Regions from separate parts of the Arabidopsis thaliana genome. Here region 2 is linked to region 1. A link is a contact called in public ChIA-PET data. All regions are on one chromosome and are shown on one strand. Each heading gives the region's core, a stretch centred on a gene start, on an enhancer-like site or on the middle of the called end of the contact. The rest is flanking DNA. Distances are from core to core; before and after follow the strand shown.

What was found. ChIA-PET counts read pairs in DNA pulled down with a chosen protein or histone mark.
Region 2: an H3K4me3 ChIA-PET map of shoot shows a contact between it and region 1, with 12 read pairs. The contact joins the promoter of LHCB4.1 here to the promoter of RSR4 in region 1. A contact is called at or near these places in 2 of 26 Hi-C or Micro-C datasets (rosette leaf and shoot) and 1 of 2 datasets of contacts at active chromatin or transcription factors (shoot).

Annotation. Positions count from the first base shown.
Region 1 is chr5:168,832-176,158 of TAIR10.1, reverse strand. It overlaps RSR4 (Aldolase-type TIM barrel family protein), which reads left to right and starts at 2,496. Exons shown (of 1, transcript NM_120219.2): 1 at 2,496-4,270. The coding sequence starts at 2,654. The coding sequence ends at 3,583. AT5G01420 (Glutaredoxin family protein) reads left to right here. Exons shown (of 1, transcript NM_120220.3): 1 at 1-1,380. The coding sequence starts at 68. The coding sequence ends at 1,273. It overlaps ESP4 (HEAT repeat-containing protein), which reads left to right and starts at 4,857. Exons shown (of 27, transcript NM_001342588.1): 1 at 4,857-5,289; 2 at 5,716-5,875; 3 at 5,985-6,077; 4 at 6,160-6,235; 5 at 6,346-6,514; 6 at 6,953-7,124; 7 at 7,323-7,327. The coding sequence starts at 5,075.
Region 2 is chr5:207,463-214,355 of TAIR10.1, reverse strand. It overlaps LHCB4.1 (light harvesting complex photosystem II), which reads right to left and starts at 5,490. Exons shown (of 2, transcript NM_120231.4): 1 at 4,763-5,490; 2 at 3,808-4,475. The coding sequence starts at 5,272. The coding sequence ends at 4,113. AIRP2 (RING/U-box superfamily protein) reads right to left here. Exons shown (of 5, transcript NM_202992.1): 2 at 6,753-6,893; 3 at 6,587-6,653; 4 at 6,255-6,489; 5 at 5,745-6,186. The coding sequence ends at 6,186. LECRKA4.1 (lectin receptor kinase a4.1) reads left to right here and starts at 884. Exons shown (of 1, transcript NM_120232.2): 1 at 884-3,377. The coding sequence starts at 1,023. The coding sequence ends at 3,071. It overlaps AT5G01542 (a long non-coding RNA gene), which reads right to left and starts at 3,339. Exons shown (of 1, transcript NR_142515.1): 1 at 763-3,339.

The DNA.
Region 1 (7,327 bases), core at 1,247-3,746:
CAGCGAAGTTTTCTCGATTTTGATCTGATTGGTATAGATCTCCGGTGAAGTAATACACTGGAGGGAGATGAAGTCATCGAGAATGAAGTTTGCAAAGAAGTTGAAATCAATTAGAGCCGGAGAATATCTGAATCAGGATCGAATTCTCCAGGTTCTTTCTGCTGCAGATGAGTTTCTTCCAAAGATATCTAACCACATTCCTCAGATTACATCCGCCGCTTCTATCTGGAGAACCCCTCAAAAGTCTGAAAATCAAATTGCAAATGTAACGGAACTTTTGGAAAACGTGAGACAAGGAGAAGAAGAAGCTTCTGGAAATTTTGTCGGCGACGAGGAGAACGTACGGCCTCCGGTGAATCAGATTCCGAGAGTTCCGTGTGATCGGAAAGAGAGTAAACTGGCAGTTTCATGCGGATCTGATACAGGAATCGGAAGAAAGAGTTTCGGATCTGGATTTAGAAGACCTGATTTGAATTCGACCACACTTTTCGATCCGAAACTGTTAGAAGCATTTGAATTAGCTGCGTTATGCTTTAGGAAGATTAAGGATTTTTCCAGAGAAGCCAGAGTCAATGATGAAGACGACATCGTCTTTCCCGAGGAAGAGGAAATCAGAAAAGACGGGAATAGCATTCCTCCGGTGATTAGCGTCGTAGAGTATAGACGGAAAGACGAAAATGTCGTCGTTCTTCACAAAGATGATGGAAATGCCCTTCAGATTGTAAATGCGATCAGGGAAGAAGTCATCGGAGAAGAAGACATTGGAAAAGACGGAAATACCCTTATGGATCCGTTGTTGGAATTCGAGGAACGGTGTCCTCCGGGAGGAGAGGAATCCGTTGTTTTCTACACAACGACTCTTCGAGGAATCAGAAAAACGTTCGACGATTGCAACATGATCCGATTTCTGCTGGATAGTTTTAAGGTTAAGTACTACGAGAGAGATGTGTCGATGCATAGAGAGTATAGAGAAGAGCTCCGACGAATCTCAGCGGCGGAAACAGAGGTGTTGCCTCCGGTTCTGTTCGTAAAAGGAAGGTGTATCGGTGGAGCTCAGAGAGTGTTGGGACTGCACGAGCAAGGGAAGTTTAAGATTCTCTTTGAGGGCATTCCAATCACCGGAGATGAACGTTGCCGGCGGTGCGATGGTTTTAGGTTTTTGATGTGTGATGGATGCAGAGGTAGTCGCCGGATTATCTCTGGTGATGGATCAAGAATTCAGTGTTTGATATGTAATGAGAATGGGTTAATTGTGTGCGTTGGTTGCTCCTAATACCATTTTTTTTGTTTGGTCTATATATATCAAATTACATTATTCGTTTATTATTTTTCTTAGTATTGTAACGATTTTTTTATACAGAAAATAAATATGGTCATCAGTTATATCATATGGTTGTTTCTACACAAATCTCAAGTTATTATTGCCTTAAAAAAGAGTTTGAATTATTGACACGAATTGCACTAAATTTATAGCATTTGTTAATGTTTATAATTATATATGATGTGTATAAAGATTAACATACCGGTGTTAGTAGCAAAATTTTTGCAACATCCACTAAGATTGTCATCCATAAACTACATTTATTTGAGAATTTACCCTTATTATTTGATTTAATCATCGATCAACCACTTAACAAAACGTATTCACTAATTCGATGAATTGCCAAATACTTAAATATCTGAATGGTATAGTTACAGTGAAGTAGTCAAAAGAGCAAGTTGGGCCGCCAGGGTCGGCTGAGTGGACAAATCTACTGATTGCAAAGGAGAGGCGGGCCTTCCTTTTCAACCACAGCCGCCTATTTCTCTATTTACTTTTATCATCACAAACTGCTATTTTTAGATTTTCTTTTTAAGAGATTTTTTCCTTTATTTCAAATTTTTTTTTCTAGGATTATAAAACTTAACGTACTATTGTATAAAAATGAATTTCTCCTACTCCCAAATGTAGTATCTTAAAAATCCCATTCCAAAACGATTGGTTGTAAATTGTTTGATAAAGAAATATAAAGATGTTTGTTATGAAGAAAATGATGCTTTCCATAACATTTTTTCCAAAAGCGTGCAATTCATTTTCTGCTAACATTTTTTCTCCTTGTCTTTTATGCAACAATTAATGCGGACTAGAGCGACAGTCGTGGATTCTATGAGGTCCAGTTACATTTCTTTGTGTCAGAAGATTTTTTTCCAAAATTTTTTCCCTAAAATCTATTTAAAATAAGAAAAAATAAATTGTGAAAACGTTTTAAAACATCATTAACAATGCATTTAACACTTTTATAATCCAATTCCGGACGACTCATTTTTTCTTGTCAAAACCTCTAGTTTAGTTGGCTAAAATCTTAAAATGCAGTCCACTAAACATGTGTTAATCGAAAAATCGAAATTGTGTTTTAATCTTGACCGTCCGATCACAACAAAATCCCACACTTTCCCAAATAAAAATTAAAAATTCAATAATTAAGGAGTTTCTATTTAATTAATAAAAATAGAGAAAAACATCTATTTTATTATTTTAGCTTTTATTCACACCGCCACAAACTCTCACTATAAAGCCGATCCATAGATAAACGAGGACCGGCCAGAAATCGCTTCACCATTCCCAAATCTCTCTTCCATTTTCTCCACACAAATTTCTCTTCAATCTCCGATAATGGAAGGAACCGGCGTTGTGGCGGTGTACGGTAACGGTGCGATAACGGAGGCGAAGAAATCTCCCTTCTCCGTGAAGGTCGGTTTGGCTCAGATGCTCCGTGGTGGTGTTATCATGGATGTCGTCAACGCCGAGCAAGCTCGTATCGCCGAGGAGGCTGGTGCTTGCGCCGTCATGGCTTTGGAGCGTGTTCCTGCTGATATCCGCGCTCAAGGAGGCGTCGCTCGTATGAGCGATCCACAAATGATTAAAGAAATCAAACAAGCCGTTACGATTCCGGTGATGGCTAAGGCTAGGATTGGTCATTTCGTTGAAGCTCAGATCCTTGAAGCAATTGGAATCGATTACATCGATGAGAGCGAGGTTTTGACTCTTGCTGATGAAGATCATCACATCAACAAGCATAATTTCCGGATCCCGTTCGTTTGCGGTTGCCGGAATCTCGGCGAGGCTCTGAGGAGGATCCGTGAAGGTGCGGCGATGATTAGGACCAAAGGTGAAGCTGGAACCGGTAACATTATTGAAGCTGTGAGGCATGTGAGGTCTGTTAATGGTGACATTAGGGTTTTGCGAAACATGGATGATGATGAGGTTTTCACTTTCGCTAAGAAATTAGCCGCTCCGTACGATCTCGTGATGCAGACTAAGCAGCTTGGTCGTCTTCCTGTAGTCCAATTCGCCGCCGGTGGAGTGGCTACTCCGGCTGATGCAGCTCTCATGATGCAGCTTGGATGTGATGGTGTCTTTGTTGGTTCTGGTATCTTCAAGAGCGGTGACCCAGCTCGTCGTGCACGTGCCATTGTTCAGGCTGTGACTCATTACAGTGACCCTGAGATGCTTGTGGAGGTGAGCTGTGGGCTTGGAGAAGCCATGGTTGGGATCAATCTCAACGATGAGAAGGTTGAGAGGTTCGCTAATCGCTCCGAGTGATCAAAGAAATAAAAGGTAAAATATCTCAGACGAAATGGTTTCAGAATTTTCTCAGACCATTTTGCAGTAATCTCTTTGAAAAGAAGAAGATGATGATATTGTTGGTAGTTTGTATCCTTTGTGTTTTCCTTATAATCTTTGATAGTCTTTTGTTATTGTAACTCGTAATCCCTTTGCAAGAACAAGTTTGTCAGTTATAATAATGTACTACTCTCTTGATCGATCAGTTGGTTTTGAATCTGATATATTCTTCGATCCATTGGTATTGACCATTGAGCTTGTTGTTCAATTACATTTCAGACAGGCCTATTAGTACTTAGTAGTATCAGGTTGATAAACAAAGGATGAACTTGTTTAATTTGGGAATTCGTACACTGGTACTGAGCTCTGTAGATGTTTGAGACTTTGAGTATTGGATTTGGTTTTGAAGAACTGTCCTGGATTAGATTCACATAGCCTCTAGTTCTTATTTTAAATTTGTGATTTCAGGCATAGCTGTCAACCTAACAAAGGAAGATAATATGAGTTGAGTTTTCTTTGTTGTTAACGAGTACTAATCATCGATTTCATGATGTGTGGATTATGGTTTATGGGGGGTTCTTTGCAGCTATGTTTGCATTGTAAATTGGTTTTTATGAAATGCTATGTTAATGTGTGATTAGTAAAGGAGAAGAGTTCATGGGACTCTTCTAGCTTTTAAAATCCATAAGAGTCCTCTAGCTTTGAAAATCCATGGGACTCACTCTTCTAGCTTTGAAAATCCATGGGGCTCTTCTAGCTATGGGATTTCAGATCTCATGCGCGGTAGTAGCATACGATCATCGGAATCCATAGAGCTCTTTTGTTCAAAATCGAGTTCTTGAAGGTCTTACACGACACCATGACTTAGGGATACGAGTATATATCCCTTGACTTCAGCCTCTAAGCTCTTGGCTCTGCCGGATCCAATTTCTCCAAAGAGCATTACTTCAAAGTTCAAAAGGTTCTCACTACTAACAGGTTAATTTTGTTAACCGAGATCAACCAAAATCAAACAAAACTTAACCAAATTGTAAATGTGATTTGATTGCACATCACTCGCATTTTGTCCAAAAAGACTCCGGTAAGACCAGAAACACGGATACAATTTAAATATCAATCGAAATAGGCCCACATCGGCCCATTATTACTGCACATTGGCCTATTTAATCAATTCACTAACTATATGAGACTTATATAATATACTATCAAATATGAGGGACCATAACACAATTTCTTTCTTTATCCAAACGACGTAGTGTAACTATTGATCAGTCTCCTTTAGGAAAGACCTCAAAAATGGAAATCAGTTCATTAGTGTTCATATCAGAAATAAAACGAATCTCCATCGTCGTCCTTGTCTCTAAACCCTATATGCCATAGTCGAAGAAGAAGAAGAAGATAGATGCATATCCATCAAAGCTCTGGGCACTAGTGTATATATTATTATCGATTGTTTGAAACCTATTTGTTATGGTTGGAATCATGGCTTCGTATTCAAGAGCAAGGCTTAAAGATCTCGCGAATTCCGCCAAATCAGCGACGGAATTGCCTCCCAAGCTGCAACGCTTGCGCTATATGCGCCGGGATTTGCAAAAAGACGATTCCGTTTTTCCCACGGAGTTGCTTCCTCACCTTTTCGATCTTCTCTCCGATCAATTCGGTGCTGTCCGCAAGTTTGTCGCCGAGTAAGCTCCGTTATTGTATAATCTGTAACTCTTTCCCCGATTAGTTTTATTCTTCTTGTGGTGATTTCATGCTGGAGTTTCTGAAATATTTCGGATTTGTTTGTAACTACACAGATATAAATGAATTTCCGGAGTTTTTATACATTAAATGATGAAATTGTTGATTCTTGGTCTTTGTGAATCCTTTATTTTTGTAATCACCGTCTCTCTCTATAATTATATACATGGCCACACTAATGATGCATAGTTTCTTGCCTTTGTATATTTACTTGCTCTTAATCATGGACAACATCTCATCTCACTTCAGGCAGTGATCATAAGTGATGGTTCAGTGTCTGTCTTACTCTTATCAGCTTGCTGAAAGAATTATTTGCGACTAGGGAATCTACATAACTCGCTGAACCTCTGATGATATTTCAAATGCAGGATACTTGGTGAAATTGGCCTGAAATATGTGGAATTAATACCTGAAATAGTGCCCCTTTTAATTAAGTCTCTTGAAGATGAGACACCAGCTGTGGCCAGGCAGGTCATTGCTTGTGGAGCTGATTTATTCCGTTCCACCCTCGAAAGAGTGGCAGTTCAGGTTGTTTTCTTGTTTTTGTTTTTAGGTTCTGTATTTGTGACCTGTTCTTCCTGCATTTCGTATGTAAATCCCTTCTTATTTGACGCGCTTATTGCTATTTGGCTTCCAGGGTTTGCATTCTAGTGAGTTGAATGATCTTCTTGAATCTTCATGGACATGGTTGATTAAGTTCAAGGATGAAATATGCTCAGTGGCTTTCAAGGTGGGAATTAATGCTTTCTCTAATCCCCCCATGGGTCGTCTTTCTTATCTGATTGTATTTTTTCTTGTGACCTGTATATTAGCAAGGAAATAGTGGTGTAAAATTATGCGCTATGAAATTTGTGGAAGCGCTTATTCTCTTGTATACTCCTCATGAAGGTAAATCTTTATGGATCTATCCGCTCAATTCCGTGAAACTAGAAGTTGTTGTTTTATTAGTATCTTATTAGATACTAGGTTCTTATACAATCTAGTTACCTGTCCTGAAGGAATTGAAGCAGATTTTAATATATCTATTCTCCGTGGGGGTCATCCTGTTTTGAAAATTGGAGATTTGTCAATTGAGGCCAGCCAGAAATTGGGTTTACTGCTTGATCAGCTTAGGCACCCTGCAGCAAAATCTCTAAATAGCTCGACGATTATTGTTCTTATCAATAGGTGAGTTGTTTTTAAGTGCATCTATATGCGTAGTTTAATTTGGTATCGTTCAATCAGTTTGGACTTTGGAGCTTGGAAAGAATACCGGCAAATTATCTATGAATCCTAAAAATCTAGCTCTATATGTTTTTTTTCTATTACTTTCGTTGTGGTCTAGAAAATCTTTATAATCTGAACATAGATGAAATACTTAGATTTGACTTTTGACTGAAGAGCATCCAATCTAGTAAGGACGAGGTTCCTGTGATTAGAACGGGGCAAGTATAAAAATATGTTTTGGTCCTCACACACAGTTACTAATATTTAAGGGAAAACTGTGTTTGGTAATCTGCCGGTACTCTTTCATCGTGAATTGTGTAGATGGGGATCCAGAATGTCATGTAAGCTTGTCTTATGTTTCATGATATCCTTTTCATTTTGATTCTGTTTCTTATACAGTCTTTCATCAGTTGCAAAGAAACGTCCTGCATACTGTGGACGAATTCTACCTGTTCTACTGAGCTTGGATCCCCTAAGCTTTCTCAAAGGAGTGTATGCTGCAGCAACAAATCTTGCCTTGAAGACTGTATTTCTCTCCTGCTTGAAATGTACACATCCCGCTGCTGCACCGGTATTATTTTGTTTTAGTTACCTACAATGATTAGGTTCACTGTTATTTTATATTATAGATTTTTTTTCATTATGCTGAGCTGGTAATTAACTAATAGTGGTATAACTAATTCTTATAAATTTTCTGATGGTGTATTCTCCATGGAGTTGATTTTCGTAGTTAACTTGCAATTTTCTGTATGCTGTCAATTTTCTCCAGTGGAA
Region 2 (6,893 bases), core at 4,241-6,740, 35 kb before region 1:
ACAGACGGTATGCAACATTTACGGCTACGAACTGGAATCTTATTTTACATTTGTAAATTGCTAAGATGCTTGGCCGATTAATCTTAGAAATTGATTCTCTTTAGTTTTAAACTACGATGAAAAATATCAGTCACCAATTAAATTCGTTTAGCTTTTAAAAAAGCTTTAAAAATGAGCAAAAACATAAAACTCAAAAATAAATATGTTGGGTTGTCTATTTCTAAATTGTTGTTACAAGTTAGCAACCTTAGCATGACCCAAAAGCTATAACACACATATCACTCAATTATTAATATCGATATTTTAATATTAGTGCAAATTTTCCTTGTGAAATTGACATGTATATTTGCGTCTTTTTTGTATTAAATTTTGTTACCAATCGACAAATCAAGTCCATGAAGAAATTTAGAACTCACTAGATATTGCTGAAATGGTAATTTAGAAAATTATACGTGGGTGTTACTTGTTAGAGAAAAACTTGAGAGTTTGAGAAAACACTTAAAAGTTAAAACGGTTAAACGATATTCATTGGACATTTTATCTTTTTATCTTTTAAGGTTTAATCACAAACGTCCAAGTCCATATGACTATTTTTTTTCTTTCTTGTTCCTAAGGAAAAATATAAAATACATGATGTTAAAGTCAACGTAGAATTTGTCAAAGTCAGCCTGATGGTTGCGTTTGGACCTCTTTTTAACCACAGAGTTCAAGCACTAAAACATGTTGGTCCAAGTCTTAATGGAAATTATTTGTTGAAATAAATGGCTAATATTTTTTTTCTATTTATTAATTTTCACAAAAACATTGGGTGCCATATATTTTCAATGTACGGTAATGTGAACATTGAGCGGAAAGTACCATGTTCCTTCTTCTTTTTTGGTTTTGGTATAATTTTCATCTTCTTTGACTCATTAGAATCTGAAAGAAAAAAAACAAACTCTCATCTCATGTCCATAAAAGAAATTATCTAACAAAGAACTCTTCAAAGTATCTCTTTATCTCCTTCTTTACTTCGCTCACCCATGGGCACACAAAGATCCATGTTCATAGTCTCATTCTTATTCAAGCTTTTCCTGTTTTTGAGCGTCCATGTTCGAGCTCAGAGAACAACAACAAATTTTGCTTTCCGAGGTTTTAACGGAAACCAATCGAAGATTCGGATTGAAGGAGCCGCGATGATCAAACCCGACGGACTATTGAGACTCACTGACCGAAAGTCGAATGTTACCGGTACAGCTTTCTACCACAAACCGGTGAGGTTGCTTAATAGAAATTCCACAAACGTCACAATTCGTTCCTTTAGCACGTCTTTCGTCTTTGTCATAATCCCTTCAAGCTCAAGCAATAAAGGCTTTGGATTCACATTCACACTATCTCCAACACCTTATCGTCTCAATGCTGGATCCGCACAGTACTTGGGAGTTTTCAACAAAGAGAACAATGGGGATCCTAGGAACCACGTATTCGCAGTGGAATTCGACACGGTGCAAGGATCAAGAGACGACAACACCGACAGAATAGGAAACGACATCGGTCTGAATTACAACAGTCGTACTTCGGATCTCCAAGAACCAGTCGTGTATTACAACAATGATGATCACAACAAAAAAGAAGATTTCCAGCTTGAGAGTGGCAATCCTATTCAAGCCCTTTTGGAGTATGATGGAGCAACACAAATGCTAAACGTCACCGTTTATCCCGCGAGATTAGGGTTTAAACCCACAAAGCCTTTGATCTCTCAACATGTTCCAAAACTGTTGGAGATTGTGCAAGAAGAAATGTACGTCGGATTCACGGCATCGACGGGGAAAGGTCAGTCAAGTGCTCATTACGTGATGGGTTGGAGTTTCTCAAGCGGCGGAGAACGTCCAATTGCGGATGTTCTAATCCTCTCGGAGCTTCCTCCGCCGCCGCCGAATAAGGCGAAGAAGGAAGGTTTAAATTCTCAAGTCATTGTTATGATCGTGGCGTTATCGGCAGTAATGCTGGTCATGCTTGTGTTACTCTTCTTCTTCGTCATGTACAAGAAGAGACTGGGACAAGAAGAGACTCTTGAAGACTGGGAAATCGATCATCCTCGCAGATTGAGATACAGAGACCTCTACGTAGCCACGGATGGATTCAAAAAGACTGGAATCATCGGAACCGGAGGATTTGGAACCGTTTTCAAAGGAAAACTGCCGAATTCGGATCCCATCGCAGTGAAGAAGATAATTCCAAGTAGCAGGCAAGGTGTTCGAGAATTTGTCGCAGAGATCGAGAGTTTGGGGAAACTAAGGCATAAGAATCTGGTGAACCTCCAAGGATGGTGCAAACACAAAAACGATCTCTTGTTGATTTACGATTACATCCCCAACGGAAGCTTAGACTCTCTGCTCTACACTGTACCGAGAAGAAGCGGCGCCGTTTTGTCGTGGAACGCTCGTTTTCAGATCGCTAAAGGAATCGCGTCTGGTTTATTGTATCTTCACGAAGAATGGGAGAAGATTGTGATTCATAGAGACGTGAAACCTAGCAATGTCTTGATCGATTCAAAGATGAACCCTAGATTGGGAGATTTTGGACTCGCGAGGCTTTACGAACGCGGAACGCTATCGGAAACAACAGCACTCGTTGGAACCATCGGGTACATGGCGCCAGAGCTTTCCCGCAACGGAAACCCCTCATCTGCGTCTGATGTTTTCGCGTTTGGCGTTTTGTTGTTAGAGATCGTTTGCGGGAGAAAACCAACGGATTCCGGTACCTTCTTCTTGGTCGATTGGGTTATGGAGCTTCACGCGAACGGTGAGATTCTCAGTGCGATTGATCCGAGACTAGGATCTGGTTACGACGGAGGAGAAGCAAGGCTTGCTCTCGCCGTCGGATTGCTCTGTTGCCACCAAAAACCGGCGTCTCGGCCGTCGATGAGAATCGTGCTTAGGTATCTAAACGGAGAGGAGAATGTACCTGAGATTGACGATGAGTGGGGATATTCAAAGTCTTCAAGAAGCGAATTCGGATCCAAGTTGGTAGGATATGTTTCGTCGACCTCAATCACCAGAGTTTCTTCGACTTCTCGTATCAGTCAGTAGTGGATAAAGCACATTCACTTTTTTGCTTCGAATTAGTCAAATCGTTTAGCTTCAAAAGACCAAAACATGATTTAACTAGTACTTATGATTAATGAACAATAGTATAAAATAAATTTGTTGGAATGTCTATAGCTAAAAGTTTCTGAAATGAATGTGGCGGGGAGGTAAAACCTTAATATATAATTTTTTCGTGACGTCACACAGATTAGTCATACTATCAAAAAAATTAAAATTAGTATTTTGTAACGTCACAAAGATTACTCATACAGTTATGATTTTTTTATATAAAATTACTGTATGTTTTGCTTAACGTCATCATTTTTGTTATATTGTCCGGATTATCCATTTTTGATCGTTGAACCAGCCAATTCTATATTCATAATTGATTATGACGAACCTCATTCCTCAATGAATATTTTTCTTCAAAAGAATATTAGAATTACAATCAATTCATCGAATCTCCACGTTCAATAGTTTGAAAACATTTTTTGTGGTTGTTTCTTCAGTGCATACGAGCAAGTAATTGAACCTGCTTTTTTTTTTTTCCTAAACTAGTAATTGAACCTGCTTGTTATGTGTCATAATCAACGACAAAAATAATAATTCAATGTCCTCCCAAATTACGGAACAGTGACAGTGAGACACGGAATCAATTTCAAGGAGACTTCACAAGACAAGTCTCCCATGTTCATCCAAATCCCACGCGGTGTGTGACTATCCTTTTTTTTTTTTTTTTGTCTGTGGACTTATTTGTTTTTCTGTACGGTTCTCCTTTTTCATTGTCCAAATCAAGAAAAAATAATCACAACATAACTAATGGGTCGGTCTTGTACTCCTGCTATTGGGCCAATCTGTATATGCGACAAAAATACATTTTGAAAATGTACGACGAGTAGGTATAGTAAATAAGGAGAAGCCCAATTTAATGTCATGGGCCAAACATGTAAATAAACCAAACAAGCAAAAGCCCAAAGTCGATTCAGTATCATCATAGCTCTGTTTTTACATAAGTTACAAATAGAATCTCACATGATAATGATTTTAAGATGAGGAGAAGGTATCGATGATGGTGGTGTGGAGTGGATCACTGAGGTGAGTAGCCCAATTGTTGAGTGGACCTTTACCTGTTGCAGCCGCTTGAACCGCGAATCCCAAGAAGGCGACCATCGCAAGACGTGCATGCTTGATCTCAGCTAACTGAAGTTGAGCAGTCTTCTCCGGGTCAGCCGCTAAACCTAGCGGGTCAAAGAACTTGCCTCCGGGGTATAAACGCTTCTCCGAATCAAGCTCGGCGTTGCGCTGGAACTCGATGTAGCCGATCACTAACACCTCGATCCATATCAATGTCGAGATCGAGAAAGGTAATGGCTGCCCCAAGTAGGACGATCCATCTACAAGCTCCACCTGATTGAATAACAACATTTCAACTAATATTTAAATATCACTCATTGAACACTAGACTTGAATATTCTTGACTGAACAGAAACTCAAACAGTCCAATGCTAACGCAAACTGTAAGAAAGAGAGAGAGACAGACGCCAAAGCAAACGCTAAATCAACTAAATTGTACATACATTTCTATCTGAGTCGCAAACAAACGCAAACGCAACTATTTGAATACTAATTTATTAGCATCTTCGAAATAACTAACTTATAACCGATTATCCAAGTGGAGAAGGGAGTGGCGTTACCTTGCCAGCGTCTTGCCATGTAACGCCGGTAAGCCATTCGACGGAGAGAGCGCCGAGAGTAGCGAGCATCGCCCACCGTCCGTGGATGAGTTCGCATTCCCTGAATCTCTGGATTCCGAACACCTCACTGTACGGCTGAAACGGCGTCGATTTGGCGTCGGCAGCTTCCGTACGGGTTCCGATCACGTCTCCGGCCAAGTTCTTAGCCAGATTCTGGTCTAGTGAATCGATATCGAATTGAAGATACTCGGCCGGTTTGCCTAAACCGAAGGGATCAAAACCGTAATCTCCAACCAAGGAACCATCAAGCCAGTCAGGAGAAATGGCGCCTGGGTACCAAAGAGGCCGGTCCGTAGTCACCGTCTTTTTGGCACTCTTTTTGGGAGCTGCCTTCTTCTTTCCGAAACCGAACACGGCTGTGAACCGACCTGAACCGGGATGGATACCGGGAGCCACCCGAGTACCCATGATGGAAGAAGCAGCTGCAGCAGCGGCGGATGTTGCGGCCATCTCCGGCTAATTGGGTTTTGTGATATTCAGAAGATAGAGAAGAAAGATCCGTTTCTTGATACACGATTATAGATGCGTGGAGGTGAGTTTCGGAGCTGGCCTATCTTGGAAAGACGATTATGACCGTTGGATCGATTCACAAATCCATCTGACGGTGAGTAGGATTACTAATCTTATCTATTAAACTCTGCGTTATCTGGTGATGTTTCAAGTCCATTGGCAATAAAATCTAGATGAGGTACAATCTGATTGGGTCAAATAATTTCTTACCCCAGTTAGAAGAAGCCACGTGTACTGCGGTCTTGTGCTTCACTCAAATTGCTGGTTTCCGGTTCAGCCAATTCGATCCATACCGAAACCAAATTACTCCCCAAAACGATCAAAACAAGTCGGTTTGACTGAAACACCAATCGGTTACTGTAATTCATAGTCAGATAGACAGATACTAATTTAAACGAACCAAAATGTGATTAAGTACCCTTAATCAGCAAATATGATATCGAATTTTTGATCTAAATGTCAATAACCAATGGTTGTTATATACAAACCCAAATCTGAGACTATAGAAAGATGAAAAACCAACTAAAAACACATAAATATTATATACAAAGTGGACATAAATAGATGAAATTTGTTTGAAAGAAATTGCTATGTGCATAACAAGAAACAGAGAGAATGTAATGTTCACCGAGGAAGAGGAGCATAAGGGACAAGATTTGGATCAGAAGTAACGAGAGGCAACTTGTCAATGTATATCAACAACCTCTTCAGATTCTCCTTGTAAATCGCTGGTAAATCTGCAATCTCGGCGCTACAAGTGTATATCCATAGATCACCAGAATTCACTCTTTTCAAGCTGCCTCGACAGAACGGGCACGACTGTGACCGTGCACGCCTATTCCAAACAAGAGATTCTATAACTTGTAAGAAAAAGGCTGATGAATGGTGAGAGTGAGTGAAAAGAAGGAAAAGCTTTATATACCAGTTTCTGTAGCAGTTTATACACATGGAGTGATTGCACGTAGGAAGAACAACTTTGTTTCGAATCTCCAAGCAGATTCCACACTCTTCTTCCCTCTCCAAATCGATCTCCGACATCTTTCCTTTATCTGTTCTGTCCTTTTTACGGTATCTTTTGTCGCATATCTCCTTCTGTTTCCTTTCTTCTACATCGGTGATCCCTCCATGAAGTTGCAATAGCGAAGGAAACAACACATCTGCCCAACAACATCCATTGCTAGTCAGAAAAAAACATATCGTCTGGTCTAATCTTATACCTTTAGATTAAGAGAGAATAAGTGATTAACAGATTACCATAGAATTCTCTGATACTAGTTTTGCGTTCATGTAGCGACATTGTGGTCTTCCCATCAACATATGCCTATAAATAAAAAACAGAGAATCACATATCAGGCAGACAAGAACATTGTGATCTTGAAGATCCAGTAGCAATAAAACAGCAGGAAAATTAATAAGAGACCTTATAAATAAGGATCCTAAGCAAGCCCAAAGCGCCAGCGAAATGACAATCAGTCCACTGAAGAAGGAAGAGAAAGAGATGAGCCGCCGGGCTGTAAGATAATCTCATCTGAACGTAGCCACCATCATACTCCTCTGGGTA